Linked DNA regions of Mus musculus: region 2 is linked to region 1. The links are chromatin contacts, called in public Hi-C maps. All regions are on one chromosome and are shown on one strand. Each heading gives the region's core, a stretch centred on a gene start, on an enhancer-like site or on the middle of the called end of the contact. The rest is flanking DNA. Distances are from core to core; before and after follow the strand shown.

The links. Hi-C and Micro-C count contacts between places; a contact is called where the count stands out from the background.
Region 2: a Hi-C map of liver shows a contact between it and region 1, with 5 times the contacts expected there. The contact joins two enhancer-like sites. A contact is called at or near these places in 1 of 39 promoter capture datasets (liver), 9 of 484 Hi-C or Micro-C datasets (liver and uterus) and 5 of 115 datasets of contacts at active chromatin or transcription factors (embryonic stem cells and liver).

What each region holds. Positions count from the first base shown.
Region 1 is chr13:58,912,975-58,915,878 of GRCm38.p6, reverse strand. The region is part of intron 12 of Ntrk2 (neurotrophic tyrosine kinase, receptor, type 2); the gene reads right to left. Among named protein-coding and RNA genes, the nearest start is that of Ntrk2, 110 kb to the right of the region's middle. Within about 2 kb of position 1,473, at least 11 of the 459 cell types and tissues checked have an H3K27ac peak or open chromatin away from gene starts, as enhancers often do. A contact at or near this core is called in liver and uterus, where this site is marked.
Region 2 is chr13:59,002,112-59,004,811 of GRCm38.p6, reverse strand. All of the region lies in intron 13 of Ntrk2 (neurotrophic tyrosine kinase, receptor, type 2), which reads right to left. Among named protein-coding and RNA genes, the nearest start is that of Gm53063, 70 kb to the left of the region's middle. Within about 2 kb of position 1,396, at least 35 of the 459 cell types and tissues checked have an H3K27ac peak or open chromatin away from gene starts, as enhancers often do. A contact at or near this core is called in liver and uterus, where this site is marked.

The DNA of each region.
Region 1 (2,904 bases), core at 224-2,723:
CTAACATGTGTCAGCACACATGGAAGACTGAATCACTCAACTTTGGAAAAGAAGAGAGATTTCCCAATGCATAGGTACTGAGAAAGCGGTACGTGCTGCTAGCATTGCTGGGTGTCCTTGTTGCCCAAGGACAAAAGCAGGTGAAGACAGGGATCTAAAGGGCCTTGATACTAAAGGTCACGCCTTCTTCTACTAAGTTAGTGACTATCGAGAAATCCCATGATCTTTTTAAACCAAAATGCCTCTTCTTAAACTGAAATGGACACCAGGAAGCTAACGGCATTGGTGCTTCTTAGTTTATTTGGCATTTTATGAACAGAGAAAAGCCCATTTTATCACTAGCTCAGTAGTAAAGGACCCAAGCTTGTATAAAGCCTATTAAGCAAATGTCAATAGAATAAAAAATGTGACTCGTCTTTCTTCCTCTATGTCTTAAGGGTCATGATCTACTGAAAATTAGGATTTGCCTCATTTAACAGGTATAATTAACTCTAGTCTCTACGTGTCACAGTGGAATTGCTGCAGGAGGGTAAGTCAGCAATACTAAATGAACGAGCAATTGCATTTCCTCTTTTGTATCCCACGGTGGGAACTGGGGGTAAAAATATGTTTTCTTCCCAGGCTGGGGATAAAGAGACTTCCCCTCAAAGCCTGCCTGTTCCTCAGCAAGTCTGGAAGAAATCTATTCCCGTTGGAAACGAAGGCAGGCCTTGTTGGGTTGTCTTGTGTCCCGTGGCTACAGGTGTTGAATGAGTCTAGACAGTTTTCAAGCTTGAGCTGAATTTTAGACAATGTCTTTCAAATCAGAGCTAAGAAAAGCCTTTCTCTCAACGTTGGGAGTGTCTAGTCTCCGAGGTGCAATCCTTCAAGACTGCAAAATCCAGTCAGAAAGAGTTTCTCTACTTACTTTTTCTTTAAACAAATAGCAAATATTCCATGCCGTTTGTATAAAGTAGCTCCCAGACTCAGGAAAACAACTGAGGCAGGTGTGGTGATGCCTGAGATCCCAGTATTTGGTAGCTTGAGACGGGAAGGTTCTGAGTTATGAGACAGATTGGGCTATGTAGCATGTTCCAGACACCAGGGCTACATAGCAAGCCCTTATCTTAACACAAACTAGCCAACCAACCAACCAGCAAACAACATTTGAAAGTATGTGCCTGGCACATGGGCCAGAACTCTATGCACTCTCTGGAACTTCTCAGAGTATCTGTCCTAGTGTGGCCACATCCAAGAGGACTCTCTGGAGCTGTTGCCAAACATCTGTTATCAATGTGGGGTTCTGTCAGCCTTTGACTCTGCGTGGAGCTAAGGCTCGCTTTACAGTGTTGCAGAGATAACAGTTGGTTATTTCAACATTTCTTTTTCTTTTTAGTCTGATTGAGATGCAGGCCAATGTAAAGATATGCGAGGACCCAGACAGTTAAAACACTCTCAAAGCTCAGAGGGCTCTTCTGGACAAAGTCCTCAAATAACCAGATGATCAAAACAAACACACCCTTCAGTGGGATGAGCAGGTCATAGGACAGGCCCTCTTTCATCTCTCGGCCACCTCTGAATTTGTATTGTGCAATTATCAACACTCTTTTCAAAGGTGCCAAAGAATATGACATCCATTTGGGTCAATGCAAAGGTGACAGCTCACATCTCTGACATCAGTAACTGAAAGTCTTCACTTTGGCCAACACATACAAAGACAACTCGCAGAATACCAACCAGGGCACTTAGACAAGTCCCAAGGGGTCAATGCCACATTGGAAAAGAGAATCGAGCTAAAGAGGACACAGCAGTCATTGACAATGGGACACATTGATTAATGTTCTTCACAACCCAGCTTACAGCCAGGGTTCAGTTTATTAGTAATGACCTCCTTATCAGAAAAGATTGGCAACCATAAGGCTGGCATCTCTCCCCCGATTCTAAAGCAAACTCTGACACTGCTGTAGACTTCCTTTCAGACCCTCTACTGTACCTCCTTCTTCAACATCACTGCTGTAGCACAGGCAAACCCTCATCTCCTGTACTGAAACAAACCCCACTGCACTAAGGCAGGGCAAGGTTTCCAAAGCCCTAAAAAGACCGGCTGACTTAGCAAATACCAGGAGTGACCTTGAGAGTATTGATCAAACTCTCTTTGTCTGTTTCAGAGGCAGGGAAATTAAATAGTCCTCTAAATCATTAATGGATTCCTTTTATGCTCCCCTCTCCATGAAACAGCCTTTCCCCTCCATCCGAGCTGGGAATCTCTTTCCCACAGCTTTCTGGGAAACAACAGGTATCGCTTGTCAAAAATACTCAAGAAAATGGTTCCATTTTCTCTCTTGATATTACTTAGAACATCCAATGAAAACTCACCCACAGTCAACTGAATAATTGCCTTGGAAAGATGCATACATTCTTCCTACCTTGATGGGGCTGATAAGTCTGTCTTTAAAATATATTGAAATGTTAACGACAAAGAAAGCTTTAGTGAAAACTTCACCTTTTAAACTAAAAGTCTGTTTGACTTTATCTTTCTCACTGAAAGTTTCTGTGTTTTGAAAGCTGTGTTTTGCGTCTGCATTTGGACCTAGAATCCGTCTACCACTGATGAGAGAAAGCAGGGTTCAAAAACCTCCTGTCCTAAATTACCTCCCTTATCAAGAAACCCTCAGCACTAAGAAGGAAGCCAGAAAGCCTGGAGCCCATTTAAATGGAAACAAAACACAAAGACACCTTTGTAGAAGTGCATAAAGTTGCTTTACAATGTTGCAGACTTAACACTCGATTATTTCAACCTTTTGGTTGCTGTTTTTTGTTTGTTTGTTTGTTTGTTTGTTTTTTAATAGACTGAATGAGATGCAAGCAGATGTAGGAAATGGGAGGACCCAGACACTTCAAATGCTCCCAAAGCTTGTAGGGTCA
Region 2 (2,700 bases), core at 147-2,646, 89 kb before region 1:
GAATTCCATCTCTTGAAGACACACGCTACCCCAGATACATCTGCTTCCTGGCTCCTTCTGGCTCCTTTTTATCTTAGTCAGTGAAAAGTACCCAGTGGCCCAGGAAGCACAAACTCAGCAAAATCTGGAAAGAAGAGCTCTGTTAAGCTAGCGAGAAGGGGTTGGGCCAAGGAGAAAAGCATTTAGAGCCAGGTATCATGAGATGGTGGGGGTGAACGGATGGAAAAAGATCTTATCATTCAAGATATCTAGAGAAAGCATTTGGCATTCATGCCCTAAAGACAGCCCTTGTGTGCCATTGGCATTGGCAGAGCAAAAATAAAGAAACAGAAGAAGAGAAAGTGAACTCCCTGTCGGGGTAGAGGCTGCCCAAAGGAGTGTGAGGCACCAGGTCAGAATGGTAGCATTAAGCCTGGCACAGGCTTTCAGATTATGATGGTTAATGAGTGGATTTAAGGCTCAGGCCAAGCCGTGGCTGGGTAACAATTGCATTCTCTAAAACACCAAACCTTGGGCACTAAGAGGGAGGGTCACTCGTTTCCTGGGATATGAAAGCAAATTCGCCTGAGTTCAGGGTCTAACTCTGCTGAAAACTTAACTTTGCTCTCAAAGGAAAGCAGAGGAATGCGGCTCCTGACTAGAACGGCTGCAGCCATTGCTTCTCTCTGAGGCAGTTCCTTGGTGCGGGATCAGTGGTTTCCCTAAGTTCACAGGAAATTCCTTGCCATGGTCACCTGTATCTATGGGAACAGGCAGCCCACCTAAAGAACTCTTACATTTAAGGCACGGGTTGAGTTCTTCCAAGTTCTTTCTGCTCTTTGGTGCACCAGAGGAAGTTGACAGGGAGGGACAAGGTTATTTAAGACCAAGGTTGCGAAATTAGCTTGAATAGTGATGTCAATAAATCTCACAGGAAAGCTTTCCTCCTGATGGCCCCTTTGCCAATGTTTCCTGGGCCAATCTGCTTACAGTTTCACTTTGGCGCTTTCTTGCATGCCTCACGTGATGTTAAAAAAAGGGGGGGGGGATCTCTTCTATCCTGCTTCAAGTTCATTTCACACATTCTCTATTTACTTCGAGATGAAGAACACCAGATGTAGTTCACAGATAAATCATCTTTCACGCAAAGATTCAGGGCTTCTGAAATCACAGTGATCCTGCCAAACTATGTTCTAACAGCTAGAGGCCATGTCTCCAGATCTAGAAACATGCGGATTTTCCCAGGTCTTTCCAAGGGGAGTCATTCGAACTCAATTTTTAAGGGATTATCAGAAAAGGAAAAAAAAAGTAATTTCTGCTCTTTGGAATTGCGAAATAGCAAGTAACTAAATACGACAAACCTCTGCAGGGTGAAATCGCCTGAACAGTGACCATCTCTGCCCCAGAGAGTCATAAAATACTTGTTTCCTAGCAGAACTACTCCAGGTCAAGCTGCCCATGGTTTCTTCCTATAGCCCTAGGCTAATTCGAGACTAAAGAGATAGACTTTTCCATCCAGCCCTTTGTTCTCGGATATGGCCGGCTTATAACTTAACATGTTCTATATTTAGCTTGGTGGCTTTATGATCACATTCAGAAAACAAGCACAGATTCCAAGAAACACAAATAAACAATAGAGCAGTTGCAAAATAGCTCAACCACCACAATAAATATTAAATAAAGGGTGCATCTAAAATCCGTCTTCCTGGCCCTGTGTGCAGTGTGCTCAGTGCTGGGGTCTATGACAAACTGTGCCTAACAAATCGCTGCAGATTTCCCCCTGGCTGCAGAATAAGACAATGAACTCTAACAAGTGGCTGTGGAGATGCAAATTCAATACTTCACAAAACTCACAAACACAGCTATGTATTATGCTAGTGGAGACAGACCCTTCGTCTAGACAAAATGCAAAAATCCCATGTTCGGTAAACATGTATAATTAGGGAAATAAGAAGAACAGCTAATCGTTAGCCTTACACGCACATCTGCATCTAAAATCTCATTGCTGTTGTTGTTATTGTTGCTGTCATTGTTTTTATCTTTAGTTGAAAGTTGGGGCCCATGGCCCTGGTTTTGAAATCTCACCTCTTCAATATTCAAAAGGAGTGTTGGCATTTCGGTAGTGAAGAGTGAGTATATCCAAACTCTACCCTGAAGTTCTTCTTTCTACAGAGGCACATGCCAGGCGCGTAATTGATAAGAGCAGGTCTTATTATACAAATAAGCAGACACTGTCTGGGGACAACATTGAAAGGACTCTGATGCTTTTATTAATTTATTTGATTTACTTCTGGTTTCCCTTACCCAATCTTATTTATGTCAAAGCAAGTTGAACCAGAATTCATTATGTAGTGAAATGCAATTTGAACACTTTTTATTGGCACACAGTGATTCAATCACTTCTGTCCATGAGCCCTATTACCTCCTCTTACAGCACTTCCTCACTGATCAAACCCCAGTGGAGGAAATTTCCAAAGAAAGTGAAGAATTTGTTGAGAGGGAGGAACGATAGTGTTGGTAACTTTTTACCCTGTGATGGAACTACACAACAACGGCCATTCTGACCGTCTGCTGTCACCAACTAGCTTGCTTCCCCCGTGGAAAACCAGCCATGCCAGTGAACTTGACTTTTCTTCTTTCTTCTTCTTTTTTAAAAATGTGGCTGCAAATTTTAATCATCTTGATTTAGAAGCAGTTGACACAGGGAACTTGCCTGACCAT